Linked DNA regions of Sus scrofa: region 1 is linked to region 2. Evidence: chromatin contacts called from public Hi-C data. All regions are on one chromosome and are shown on one strand. Each heading gives the region's core, a stretch centred on a gene start, on an enhancer-like site or on the middle of the called end of the contact. The rest is flanking DNA. Distances are from core to core; before and after follow the strand shown. Region 1 overlaps ADTRP (androgen-dependent TFPI-regulating protein). Region 2 has its middle 52 kb from the start of MIR7136.

Evidence for each region. A called contact is a pair of places that touch in the nucleus more often than the background predicts.
Region 1: a Hi-C map of embryonic fibroblasts shows a contact between it and region 2, with 2.4 times the contacts expected there. The contact joins two enhancer-like sites. A contact is called at or near these places in 3 of 47 Hi-C or Micro-C datasets (adipocytes, embryonic fibroblasts and fibroblasts).

Annotation. Positions count from the first base shown.
Region 1 is chr7:8,266,132-8,272,885 of Sscrofa11.1, reverse strand. The region is part of intron 3 of ADTRP (androgen-dependent TFPI-regulating protein); the gene reads left to right. Among named protein-coding and RNA genes, the nearest start is that of ADTRP, 44 kb to the left of the region's middle. Within about 2 kb of position 1,290, at least 18 of the 83 cell types and tissues checked have an H3K27ac peak or open chromatin away from gene starts, as enhancers often do. A contact at or near this core is called in embryonic fibroblasts, where this site is marked.
Region 2 is chr7:8,183,454-8,191,172 of Sscrofa11.1, reverse strand. No RefSeq gene overlaps it. Among named protein-coding and RNA genes, the nearest start is that of MIR7136, 52 kb to the right of the region's middle. Within about 2 kb of position 3,657, at least 36 of the 83 cell types and tissues checked have an H3K27ac peak or open chromatin away from gene starts, as enhancers often do. A contact at or near this core is called in embryonic fibroblasts, where this site is marked.

The sequences.
Region 1 (6,754 bases), core at 41-2,540, 84 kb before region 2:
AAGATAGACTATCTAGCACCTAGGGTAGAGTAAGAGTGTATACACAAGGATATTTCTTTCTGCTGCATGTCTTGAGGAGAAGCAGGGTGGTAGCTGGTTGATTATGCACATGAATTTCCACACTTTTTTGGGAGAAGGGTAGACTTTAATCTGATTTACTCTTTCTTACAAAATGTAACTTCTGGAGTTCATATATGAGATAGCACTTTTAAATTATTATTATTTTTTTCTTCCTAAGGACTTGGAAGCTGATCATCAATCTTCATATCTAATCCTTTTTTTTTTTTTAGGGCCATATATGTGGCATATGGAAGTTCCCAGGCTAGAGGTCTAATTGGAGCTACAGATGTTGGCCTACGCCACAGCCACAACAATGCTGGAACCAAGCCGATTTATTCCTTTGCATTAAGCCAGGCTTAAAGTCATGTGCAAAATCAACCAGCTACACCATAGCTCAAGGCAATGCCGGGTCCTTAACCCACTGAACAGGGCTAAGGATCCAACCCGCATCCTCATGGTTACTAGTCAGGTTCGTTATTGCTGAGCTGCAACGGGAACTCCAAATCAAGGACTTCTATTTCCAAATCCAGTTCTCTTTTCAATATATTCAGATGGCCAGGTATCTGTTCAGCTTTCTATTTGTGTAAAACACACTCTGCTAAATGCTGGAGTGGTGAGAATGCAAAAAAGCTTACCATCATCTCTACAGCCTAGAAGCTTTCCCGATGTTGTTGCTTCCAGCTTTGTGCTCAGATTGTATGTTAAAGTGATGTAACTGAACAAATGAAGGGAAGGGGTAGGGATCTATCACCAGCAGGAATGTGACTGGGGAGCCCTGGCGGGGAGCCCAAGTGGTTTGGGATTTGAACCTTATTGTTAACGAAGTACAAAATCAGCAGTTTGTCCACTGGGCCTCATTTTTGCTAGAAGCAAATATACCTGTGTGTGGGCATTTTATCCTGCCCCACTGACTGATGTTTCCCCAGTTCTGTCTGCTCCCTCATCAGGGGAGCTCAGATTCCTTGCTGCCAGCTACCTCCACCTTTATGCAACACTTTGGGGGCCCATATGCCTTCCCGGCCACAGATGGCCATCAACAAGTTCCACAAACTGTGGATAACCATGGAGATATTTTAGGGAAGTGGCTGTGGGTCAGCTGTTAGGCGTGCCAGTTTGGATGCTCAAATAGGGAAACAGCTTAGCAGGAATGAGGTAAAGAATATGGTCCTGGGCCAGAGAGAGCGTGAGAAACAAAAAACGGCAATAACCCTGAGCTGGAGAAGCATTTCACTGCCGAAACCACGTCACAATGACCTAAAAATAGCCACTGAGACCATGGGGACTGCCTCATATGTGGCACTTGATTTTTGTTATTTTTCAGATTGCAAAATTGGAGGGCTGGCCCCTGAGAGGGAAAATAAAGCTTTGCAAAGTAGTAATAACTGTAAATCTTTCATTTCCTTTGGAAAGCATTAGTCATCTGTAAATATGGTAGCTCGCTCACTCCTCCCCTCTCTTTCACCCCCAAAACATCACCTAGCTTTCCCTAAGGCAGTGCTGAGGAGCAGGAAAAGAGAAATGTTCCTACTGCTGTTCATCCCTTTATTGAACAAATATTTCCCCTCAAGCAGGACTGGTCCTGCTGGGAAAAGCAGAGTTATATAAGGCCAAGCACCAGTCTGCAGGGGGTCTGTACTTAGTAAGTGGAGATGAACCATGCATACACATTATAAGAACACAAGATGGAAAGTGATAAAGTGTAATAACAAACAGGAGTCAAAAGGAACATGAGGAGGAAGTAGTTGCATCTGTCTGGGCAGTGTGGTAAGGACTTCATGAAAGGGGTCATTGGATCTAGGCCCTGAGGGACTGGCTGGATTGGAGCAGCTAAAAAGTAAAATTAAATTAAAAAAAAAAAAAAAAAGGGAAAAAATGAACAACACAGTACAGTCCCCAAATCAAGGGAGCAGAGATCAATGGTCAGCAATTTTCTGTAGCCAGACCTACTAGTGAAAGAGACTAACAGGAAATCACCCTGGAACTGCCTGCTTATAGAGACTTGTGGATGGCAGGGTGGAGAGGCCAGATACGGTACATACAATGTGAGATAGGGTTGTTGCTGCTGTTTGGCATGAAGGCAGGAGTGAAAATTATTAGCAACGTGGCCAGAGAATGATGCTTCAAAAAGACTATCTTGACAATAATGCTTAAAATGGATTGACATGGTAAGACATGGGAAGCGAAATAGAATAAAGCAATATGCAAATAAAAGTTAGCCGAAATATTCTTTTTTTTTTTTTTTTTTTTTTTTTTTTTTTGGCTTTTTAGGGCGGCATATGGAAGTTCCCAGGCTACGGGTTGAATCAGAGCTACAGCTGCTGGTCTACACCATAGCCAGAGCAACGTGGGATCCGAGCCACGTCTGCGACCTACACCACAGCTAACAGCAACGCCAGATCCTTTAACCCACTGAGTGAGGACAAGGGTAGAACCTGTGTCCTCATGGATACTAATCAGGTTTTTTTCCACTGCACCACAATGGAAACCCCCCAGCCAAAATATTCTTAAGTCATCTAATTCAATCACAACGTTGTATTCTTCATCTGTGGTTACTTCACAGCTTCAGTGTCATTCCACATCTGGGTGCTTAGTCCTCCAAAACCTCCATCTCCAAAGAATTCTAATAATCCAGTGAGTGTCCACACATGCCCATGCTGTGCACTGTCCTGAGCATCTCTCTCCCACACAGACAGTAAAGCCATACTACCAGGTCTCCTGGACTGAACACCTCCACTGGACTCTGCTTTAAGGTTAGCATGCTACTCCAGCTGCTGTTGCTGCCAGCACTGCCACTGCCCATTAGTCTCCTGGGTTGGCAGAAGTAGAAAACTGCTACCAGCCACTGCAACAGCCACATCTGGCCCGTGGTGCACCATCACCTTGGTCTTGGTAGACCAGAAGTCTGCTGATGCTCTCAGTGTCTCTGCTAGTATGTAAGGCACTGCATGCCCAAGTACAAGTGTCATACAGATATTCAGTTATAACCTAACCTGGAGGGAGACAGTTGTAAAGTCATTTCTCCATAGCAGTTCCTACAGGGCAACAGAGATGATTCCTTTCTTCTACACTATGCCCACTCAGGTGATACCCCCCCAGTGAAGCTGCCAGGACACCTCAGGTATAATAACTCTCTAAATCTGGGCACCCATTTACATATGCACACTTACACATATAGACATCTTATCCCACGAATACATTTGGGTGGAAAACCTAAATAGGCATTTCTCCAAAGAAGACATATAGATGGCCAACAGGCTCATGAAAAAATGCTCAACATCACTAATTATTAGAGAAATGCAAATCAAAACCACCATGAGACACCACCTCACATCAGTCAGAATGGCCAACATTAACAAGTCAACAAATAACAAATGCTGGAGAGGGTATGGAGAAAAGGGTACCCTCCTTCACTGTTGGTGTCTATAAAAATTGGTACAACCACTACAGAAAACAGTACGGAGGTACCTTGGAAAACTAAATAGAGAACTACCATATGATCCAGAAATCCCACTCCTGGGCATACATCCACATAAAACATTCATCCCAAGAGATACATGCCCCTGTATATTCATTGCAGCACTGTTTACAATAGCCAAGGCATGGAAACAACCTAAATGTCCATCAACAGATGAATGGATTAAGAAGATGTGGTATATATACACAACGGAATACTACTCAGCCACAAAAAAGACAAACTAATGCCATTTGTAGCAACACGGATGGAACTAGATTCTCATACTAAGTGAAGTAAGCCAAAAAAGAAGACAAATATCATATGATACCACTTATTTGTGGAATCTAAAATATGGCACAGATGATGCTCTCTACAAAACAAGGAGAGCAGACCTGTGGTTCCCAGGCGGTGGGTGGAGGGAGTGGGATGGACAGGCAGTTTGGGGTTTTTGGTGCAAACTGTTATATTTAGAACGGATGGGCAATGATGCCCTATTGTACAGCACAGGAAACTGTGTGTAGTTGGGTCACTGTGCTGTACAACAAAAATTGAAGAAGCATTTTAAATCAACTATACTTTAATTTAAAAAAAAAAAAAACTGCCAGAGGGGCAGACTAAGCTGAGCTCCAGGATTAGCTTCCTTGTTATACTCAGCATCAACAATGCTCTCCTACTCCCACCGTTACTAGAGCCACTGTTATCCTTTCCTGAAATATGACCTTCATCTGGGACCATCTAGATGCACGACAATTTTATAACTTAGAATCTTAGTGGGGATCAGAAACTCAGCATGATTTTCCACAAAAAGGATTCCCCAGCCCTTGTGTAAATTAGTATATGAAAATAAATATGAAGATACCACACACTTTTCTTTATTATCAACATCTGAGGTACAGGCCAGCCAGCATGCAAACTGAAGAGGGGAGGAGGTGGAGAGCTAAGCGTGAAAATAATTATCTAGATGATCTAAACTTCTCATTCTTCCTGCCCAAAACTCAGCTCCTGCTCACCCAAAATGCCTGTTACAGAAGTTAGAAATAAGAAGATCCTGAAAAGGGATACAGCTATACAATAAGGAAGGAGAGACATACCTGAGAAATATTTTGTGTATAACAGAATAGGTTTTGTGGATTAACTGGCATGTAGTGAACAAATGAAAAGGAAAAATCAAGGATTATTCCAAGAATTTTCAGCTGGTGGACCAGGAAGATGGTGATTCCATTAATAGATCTAGAGAAGTTAGTTAAGAAATAATTTTGGATTTAACTAAAAAAAAATGGATTGATGGATCCAGTTTAATATGGATTAATGGAACAGAATAGAGAGCCCAAAAATAAGACCACACACCTATGGTCAAGAAATCTTCAACAAAGAAGGCAAGAATATACAATGGGGAAAAGACAGTCTTATCAGCAAGTAGTGTTGGGAAAGCTGGACAGCCTCATGTAAATCAATGAAATTAGAACATACTCTCACACCATACACAAAAATAAACTCGAAATGGTTTAAAGACTTAAGTATAAGACACGACATCATAAAACTCCCAGAAGAGAACATAGGCAAAACATTCTCTGACATAAATTGTACCAATGTTTTCTTAGGTCAGTCTACCAAAGCACTAGAAATACAAGAAAAAAATAAATGATTGGGCCCTAATCAAACTTACAAGCTTCTGTACAGCAAAAGAAGACATAAAAAAAAAAAAAAACCCACAGACTGGGACAAAATATTTGCAAATGATCAGCCAACAAGGGCTTAAGTGCCAAAATATACAAACAGCTCAAACAACTCAATAACAAAAGTAGCAAAGAATGATCAGATGGTAGAAAACCAGAAATGTACAAGAACCTTGAAGGAGGAGAAAGCTTTGAGCCAGAAGCGGGCATTCCAGGGAGGGCGGGCAACAGTTTTAATTGCCATGAAGACGTTGCCACCCCATTGACTTTCATTATTGTTGATATTTTCAGGATGCAGGTAAACTATCTAAATAAAGCTCTAGCTTCAGTTTCTTTTCACTCCTTTTAAAATATATTTATTTATATTTTGCTTCTAACCTACAATTTATTTGAAAGTAAATCACGCTAGAAATTTATTTTTAAGGTGATAACATAAATTCACAACTTAATATTAAAAAAGCAGATTTCATTTTTGTAGATATTAAAGCTAGGAGACGTTTTTTAATTGGTCATTCTTCATATCTGATTAGAAGCAGAAAACCTAGGAAGGCAGGTGAACTGAGATAGGAATCTCAAAGGCAGTATCAGCTCCAGCCCATGCTAAGGAGCCACCAGGTCACATGTTCTCAGAGGTATTTTCAGTGTGGAAAGTCTTCTGCTAACTTGCTGAATTCATTTGCAAAATGTAAATACAGGCTGTGCTTGCCTTCTGGCATCAGATGTAACTGTGACCCTCTTACAGGGTTATTTATGAAGTCACCATGAAAACATGGAACCAGAGGATACTTTTATTCTATTTATTCTGCTGGACTAGAAAGATATGACATGAGGATTAAAACTTTTAAGAGTTATGTGTCTAAAGCCGATCAAACCCCTTGTTATCTACTAATCTCTAACCCACAGACTTCCACTACTTCCCTACTGATAAGACAGCAAATACAAATTTCATGATAATCTTTCAATGCCATATTTAGGGTGAGGAGATTATACAAGACTACTTTGGGGCTACCAATTTGTGTTCACCTAGCCTAACTCATACAGATTCACAGGACAGACAGCTCCACACGTAATTTTTTTTTTTTTTTTTTTTTTTTTTTTGTCTTTTTGCCATTTCTTGGGCTACTCCTGAGGCATACGGAGGTTCCCAGGCTAGGGGTCTAATTGGAGCTGGAGCTGTAGCCGCCAGCCTACGCCACAGCCACAGCAACACGGGATCCAAACAGTGTATGCAACCTATACCAGAGCTCATGGCAACACCGGATCATTAACCCACTGAGCAAGGCCAGGGACTGAACCCGTAACCTCATGGTTCCTAGTTGGATTCATTAACCACTGAGCCACGACGGGAACTCCCACACATAATATTAATTGCTGAACTAAGAGTCAGAATCATTGGCCTCTTCAAAGTATTGATAAAGTGAGCATCCAATTAACTACAGTTTGGAAGGCTACCAGTTATACTTCCCAGTTTTCAGAGTTGCCGTGTTCTTGGTGGGTCAGGCAGTTGAGACCTGTCTATAGGAGCCACAGTGAACAGCAGTTAAAAGAAGCCACAGATGCTGGT
Region 2 (7,719 bases), core at 2,408-4,907:
GGAATGTGGCTGTGGATTTAGCCCTATAGATGATCTCATTGTCAAGGCCTAGATAGAGACGGATGAGGGAAATGCCAGCATCTTTGAAAAGCAGCATAGTGACTATTCTCTGTGGACTTGGGATACTGGTAGAAACAGGACTCTTTGATTACAAAAAAGAAACATGAGAAAATCCCGAGGTGGCAAAGAGCAGGTAGTTACACCACGACAGTAAGATACAAATGGGTGTGGTTACCTTAATAGATATTAGGGCACGTCAGAATAGATGGTCCTGCCGGGATTTCAGGGTGTGATAGATTGGTCATGGAGATTCTGGCCCAGCTTGATGTATATAACTAAAAACATTTCAGGTCTGTTGAATCAGGGCTACCACAGTATCTGAAAGTTGGGGCCATTTCTAAATCCCAGTCAATTCACAGAGCCACATCCTCTAGTGATGGGGCAAAGAGAATGCTTAAGGAATCACATTCTACCAGTACTGCAAGTGTATTCTGTAAGTTTTCCTCCTTGCCTTCCGCAAAGGTACTTGTGTTATTTTATATAAATCTGTTTATGTAAGTCATTGTACTGGGGAAAGGAAGATGCACGAACTTTTTTAGAAATGTTTGGACTCTGGCTTCAAACCAACAGTACTATAAAAGGCAGGGGACTAGTAGAGATCAAGTAATTAATTTTGGAGTGTGTGTACTGGCCTTTTCTTTTTCTTTTGGTGGAGGGGAAATAAAATAAACACGGAGAAGAGTGCAAAAATCATGGTGAGTTTTCACTCCTGTGACAGTATCTATTCCTCCCTTCCATCACTGAATTCCTTCTCATCCTGCAGCTCCTTGTCTCAACTCCCTTCTCCTTCCCATCCCAGGACCTTTGAACTTGCTACTTTCTGCTTTGCACATTCTTCCCAGGTCCTCCCACCCCTTTATCCGTCTAATTCCTTTTCATCCTTCAAACCTCAACTCCAGACAGGGTCACTTCTCTAAGAAACCTTGACTGCTTCCATTTCTCCTCGAATCTAGGTCAGCTTCTTTCATTCAGCAACATCATGGGACAGTGTTCCTTTCCTTCAGAGCACCCTCCTCAGTTTGTTTCTCTACATTCTTGTGGGTGATTTGATTAGTGTCTGGTTCCTCCACTAGACAATAAGCACCCCAAGGGCAGAAACCACACGTTTTTCTTCATCACTCTATCCCATCACTTCATGTACAGTACAATACCTAGCATGATAGACACTCAATAAATATTTCTCAAATATGTGACTGGGTAAATGCATAGACATGCCTTTTTATTTTGAAAAAAGAGTCTTGTAAGAGTTAAAATTTGGCATAAATTTAGTATGGCCGCACTTTCCTCTTATAACTCTGAACAGGGGCAGAAAAATATCATCCCCCTCACTACAGACGCCTGCAGGTGTAAGTGTCCCCCTTGCAAAATGGCCTAGATCAGTAGTATCGCTTTGTGATAGTTGCTCTAAATGGAACAGAATTTTAGCTAGACTGCAAAAGCTGGCTTGGGGTCTGAAAAAAATGAGGTTGCACAGCAAGTGATAAAAAGGGAAAATTGAACCATCCACGATCTCCTTGTGCTTCGTTTCAGCATCTTGTGGGCTCATTGGCCTAGAAGGGGCTGATGGAAGGGTTTGTAGGCTGAGAGACTGGAGTTTAATTGGTTGGTGAAACTCTAGTAAAACTTTGTTTCAAGTCTTTAATTTCACCATACTTCCCTTTTAACAAACTTCAAGGAAATAACTCACCCTGTACTGCAACGGTGTGCTGCCAAAGAGCTACCAAATAAGAAAGGCACATGTTTCCTGAATTTGGGTGAATGAACCACAACACTCACTTAAAAAGCTTTTTTTTACGAGCAGGGAGGACACCCAAGAGGTTTTCCTTCACAGTGTTGTTTTTCTAATGAAAATATTTGGTGCCACCTGCTGGCAAAATCCGCATGAACATCCTAGCAGCCACAGTGTAACTATGTCTTTCAAATGAACTTGGTATGAAAAGCCCTGATACACCTTATTTGGTAAATTTTTTAAGAATATAGAGGATTTAAGTGTCTTACTGAGAAAAATCCCATCTGAGATATCCCACCACTTGGGGCAATTTGTGTTCCTGCCAAGGTCTTTCTCTTAAGTGAAATTTTTCTGTAATATATTTTACACAGAGTTCATTTTTGAGCTAAAAGAGGACAAATGAGAGGAGAAGGAATTGCCCAGAAATCCCTTAGGCTCCTTCCAATCTCTAGCATACTACAATTCAGAAGGTTTGAGAGTGTTTCTGAAGCTAACATTTAATATCTTAAGAAGCCCATGCCAAGCCCATACCAATTTTAACTAGCTGACGTAATTAACGCAAATTATGTTTCAGGGAAATCCACCCCCTTATAAATCAACCATGTTTTAAAATCTCCACATGCATAAGCCATGTGGATGAATAACAAGGAAAAAAAATAATTTTCCTGGAAATGTGTAGGTTGATTAGCAGAGGCAAGCTCTGTGTGCCTCATACTTTAGAGCAACATTCATAGTAAAGGCATCGTTTAGTGTGCTGGCCTTAGGTAGTTTGGTCCTAAGTATCAGTCAGTACAGAAAAACAACAAGACTTAGCAGATTGCTAGTGTTTCATGCACTGGACAGCTTATCACTGGACTTTATCAATCCTTAAGAGAGAACAGCCCCCAGAAACAGCCCGGCAAGAGCCTGAAGTCTCTGAAAAATCTTTTGATTCAAGCCTTTCTTTTTACAGACAAATAAAGGGAGGTCCTAGTGTAGGTGACTTTTCCACGGACCCTTAGCAAGTGAGAGAAGAGCCAGAGATAGACGTGAGGTCTCCTAATTCCAGGCTTTCACTTCTCCCTCCCCCTCAGGCTTGTTATAACTAATGTCTTCCTGTAGGGTGGTGCAAAATACAGAGATGATGGGAGAAGTGGCAAAAGCTACTCGAGTGTATATAATATACGTCACTTAGACTGGATGTCTTTCTCCTTTAAAGAAATAAATAAAGCTCTTAATGTGAAATAAAGGGGGAAGGGAGAAAGCCCTGTCTCAGCTAGGCGGAGGGCGTGCAGCAGAGCAAACGCTGCCCCCCTGTTGTTAAGCATCCACTGTGTGCCCAGATACTTTCACACCTTTTCTTCCAGTACCATGGATATTCTTCAAATAACATGATATGTCCATTTCGTAGTCAACTAATGCTTAGACGGCTAAATTACCCACCACTGTGTGGTCATAAAAGGCAGAACCAGCAGATGAAACCAGGGCTCCTAACCCCAAACCTCATCCTTGTTCAATTCACGAGGCTGCCTTCTCTTAGCAGAACCATAGCTGCAGCCATTCTTATGTGAGACCTGGATAGGAAACCGGGCAGAGGCACAAAACATCCACCTAAGTATGGATGTTCTCCTCCAGGAACCTAAGTAGGTGCTGTTTCCAGTCAGCCAAATTAATACAAAGAGCTACCCCAGGCAGTGTAACCTTGGTAGCTGTTGAGCTCAGCATTTGCCTTTAAATGAGAATTATTGACTCAGGGTGAAACCTTCAGTTCAAGCATGAGTCATGCAGCCTCGCAGACCTCGGTTTGTTTTTAGCCGAGTGCTGGGGGTGTGTGTTCACCAGCAAAGCATGTCGCAGAGGATGTAGACACACACATACACTCATCTGCCTATTACAGCTGCCCCAGGCATCTCTCTCCTGACAGAACAGGGACTGTTTCTGACCCCTACACATCCTTAAGGAATGCGATCTTTGCAGAGATCACGGGCAGGAAATGACCTTGAGGAAAGTCGCTTGATGTCATTCCTTGAATATTCGTCTGTCAGCTCCCAAAACAGGAATGAGGTAGTGAGTGTCTGCTTCAGCTGTACAAACAGGGGCCACCAAAGGATTGCAGGAAAGAAAAGAGCTGGTAATCATTGTAATTTATATGTGGACCAAATATGGAAGCACCAGTAGGAGGCTACTTGGTATTGTGATTCAGATGAACTCAAGCTTAGACCCTGCAGCTGACATTTGTAGGACATTGAACAACATACATAATGTCTCAGTTTTCCCATCTGCTTGGTGGGCCTCAGAGCATAATACAAGTAGTCAGTCCCTGATAAATGCTGCTTCTCATTCTTTATCTCTCCAACCCCCATGATGTGGTCAGAAGTCTCTGGTGCCCACCCGACCCAAGCATTGAGGTCACACTGATGCTAAAACAGAGCAAATCAGCAAGCTTGATGTTTAATACAAAAGTACTTACATCAGATTCTCGAAAGGGTTCATTTTCCCCAAAATGTTTAAGAATCACTACTATAACTTCTTCCTCGCAATACCCAGAACTCTTCCCTTTTCTCCTTGGCAACTGTCATCACTTCAGTCCGTGGCCTCATCACCTCTCCCCAAATACTGCAGCACGTCCTCCCTGCCCCCATGCCTTCAGTCTGCCCCCGCCCCTACCCCCATTCCCCGCACTGCTGCCAGAGCGACTCTGACATGTCAGTGGAAGGCATTGGGTGTTATTGGTTATCTCCCAGCAGCATTCCCCTGCCTGCTTTCAAACAAAGCCTGGATTTTATTCAGGTATGTAACTCCCTTTCCACCCCATGTGGATGAACACTGCCCCTGCCTCCGTCTCCTTAAGTGAGCCTGATTGGTCTGAGTCAACCTGTTGGCCGTACCAGTGACTAGTTTAGTATTGGTCCACATCTCAACCATGTGTGAGGAAAGGGTTTTGGCTATTTCTTGAAATGTTCCCCATCATTCTTATCTACAGGCCACAAAGCATGCATTACTCAGTCCCTGTACGGTCCCTCTGCCTCGTTCATTGACATGTGTCGGTGCCCCACTTGAGACTGTAAGCTCATGGAATACACCTTTTCAACCCATTCCCAATACAATAGGGCGTATGGTAGGCTCTAGGAGATAAAGAGACAAAGATCCTAGCTCACAATTAAAAATACGTATATGTCCACTTGGTGGTCATGTTTGGCTACAGATTCTCATGTTGTAGTTGTTTTCCTAGAACATGATGCCAGGCCAGAATCCATCCTTCTTTTCTAATTAGGAAATGGTTCCTAAGTGATTATATGGCCACAACAAATCAAGGTTTTAGGACGCCAAAGACAGACAGACTTTCAACACCCTGTGTTCTCAGCAGAGACAATATCATGTACGGGCTGAGTCATCAAAATCAACAAGACAGGTAGTCGAAAGGATCCTGGTAACACCTGTGGGAGAATAAAGTAGATGTAAGATAAAAGGTCCACTCACCAAAATCATTAAATTAAAAATCCTGCCTATCCTTATACTGTCCAGAGGACAAATGAGCAGCATTGTATACAGACCATTTGCAATTAAGAGCAGTAATTTAGCTTCTGTTCCTGTAATTACAACTTCTCCTGTGTGGACAGACAGATCCCTCATTGTGTCTGGAACAATTGCTGCATTCCAAACACAAAGCAAGCCAAAGTAGCATACCCCAGGGCCGGCTCTTTCAACAGTCTATCGTTCAACAGCTCCAGCTCGAGGACCCGGTTTCCTGCCATTGTTAGCACGTTGAGCCTGGAATTCCGTCCAAATGGATTTGACCCCTTTACTAAACAGCAGTGCATATTTCCCTGATTAGTATATTCCTGTGTTTAGACGGGAAGTGGCAGGATTGGGGGAGGTGAAGGGAGAAAGACAAGAAAAATAACAAGAAAAAAAAATCTTGCTATTTATGCCATAATGATAACAACCTGGAACTCTGGCTTCATCCGCAAGTGTAATAAAAATGCTCACCCGTACATAAATACACATACATCTTTCAAAAATCCTGTGTTACATGTGTGCAATAAAGTAACCGGACTGGGGATGAGCAAGCACACCTGGCTTCCTTATGAAGTAAATAGTGATTGCTCTGGAGGCTATGTTTATTCTAAACAGGAGAATGCAGAAAAGTATAAACTATAATCTCTAGTGTTTGCCCTTATCTACATGAGTTCTCTTCCTTAAAGATATTATTTTGTTTCATGATAACACTGATTAAGGGCCTTTGGTGTTAGGCACCTGGAGGGATTCCTAGTTGTACAAGACTGCAAGGGCCTTTCTCCACAGAATGCCTTCAAGTGTCACAGCCTACTTTTTTGCTGTTTTCTCTAAAGTTGAAGCAGCTGTCTATACATTTTATTGCCCTTTATATCTACCTCATATAGATCAATACACTATATGCTCTTTAGCAAATATTTAATTACCACATGTGTAATAAGATCTATTAGCAAATGAGCCAAAGACAGAGAAAATATAATCCACCATTTAAAAGCCTATGAAGTTATCTAATTTTTAAACTTAGGTGCCTTAAAAGACACCACCATCAAAAGAGTAAAAAGACAACCCACAGAGTGGAAGAAAAGTTTTGCAATCATGTATCTGAGAAGGAACTTGTATCTAGAATATATAGGGAGCTGTTAAAACTCAAATAAAATAACTCAATTAAAAGTGGGAAAGAATGTGAACAGACATTTCTCCAAATAAGGTATACAAACAGCCAACAGACACATTAAAGATGCTTAATATTGTTAGCCATCAGAGAGACACAAATCAAAACCACAGTGAGATACCACTACACATCCGCTAAGATGACTGTAATAAAAAAAGAGAGATAATAACAAGTGTCCGTAAGAATGCAGAGACCTGGGAAGCCTCAGACACTGCTAATGCGATTGCAAAGTGGTGCCGATACTTCAGAAAACAATCTAGCAGTTCCTCAAACATTTAAATGTAGAGTTACCATATGATTCAGCAATTCCACTCCCAGAGTATATCCCTAAGAGAAAAACATATAACCACACAAAAACCTGTACATTAATGTGTGTGGCAGCATTATTCATAATAGCCCCAAAGTGAAAACAACTGAACAGTCAACAGTTGACGAATGGATAAATAAAAGGTGATATAGCCACATGACAGAATGTTATTCAGCAATAAAACAAAATGAAGTACTGCATTTTGCAACATACGTGAACCCTAAAAACAGTCTAAGTAAAAGGAGCCAGGTGCTAATACCCACATTTTTTAAGATTTCATCTTATGATATATCCAGAACCGACAAACAATAGAGATAGAAAGTAGATTAGTAATTGCCCAGGGGCAACATACAGAAATTTCTCCAAAGAAAATGCCGAAATGGCCAAATAGGATTATTTGGGACTGACAGTTAAGAGGTGTGGGGTTTCTTTTTAGGATACTCAAAACATTCTAAAATTGATTATATTGATAGATGCACAGCCCTGTGAATACATTAAAGGCCATCAATCGGACAATTTAAATGAGTGAATTGTATATTAGATGAATTGTATTTCAACAAAACTTAAAAAAAAACAACTGTGAGTTTTATACATACTCATAATTTGCTAACAGACTTCATTGAAAAAGCATGAACCTTGGCAGTCTTGTCCGAACATTGACCCAACTCAAAACAGCTAAGTAAAAAGGCACGTCCCTTTTGTCTCTGACCTCTGTGTCCTCACCTGTAAATGAGAAGGGTGGACAGATGCTCTCTGAGGACCTTCTCCCTCCTACTTCTTTCAAAAAACAGTGATGTCCCAAGTAATTGTGCTGATAAAATGGTCTGACTGTTCTTTGAACTCTCTGAAGTTATCATATTCCTTTCCTTGGTTTTTAAAATTCCCCCACGGACTCCACCGGGTAGTTAAAATAATAAGTTAATTGTGTTTGATTTCAATGAAAGTGAGGTGTTTTAA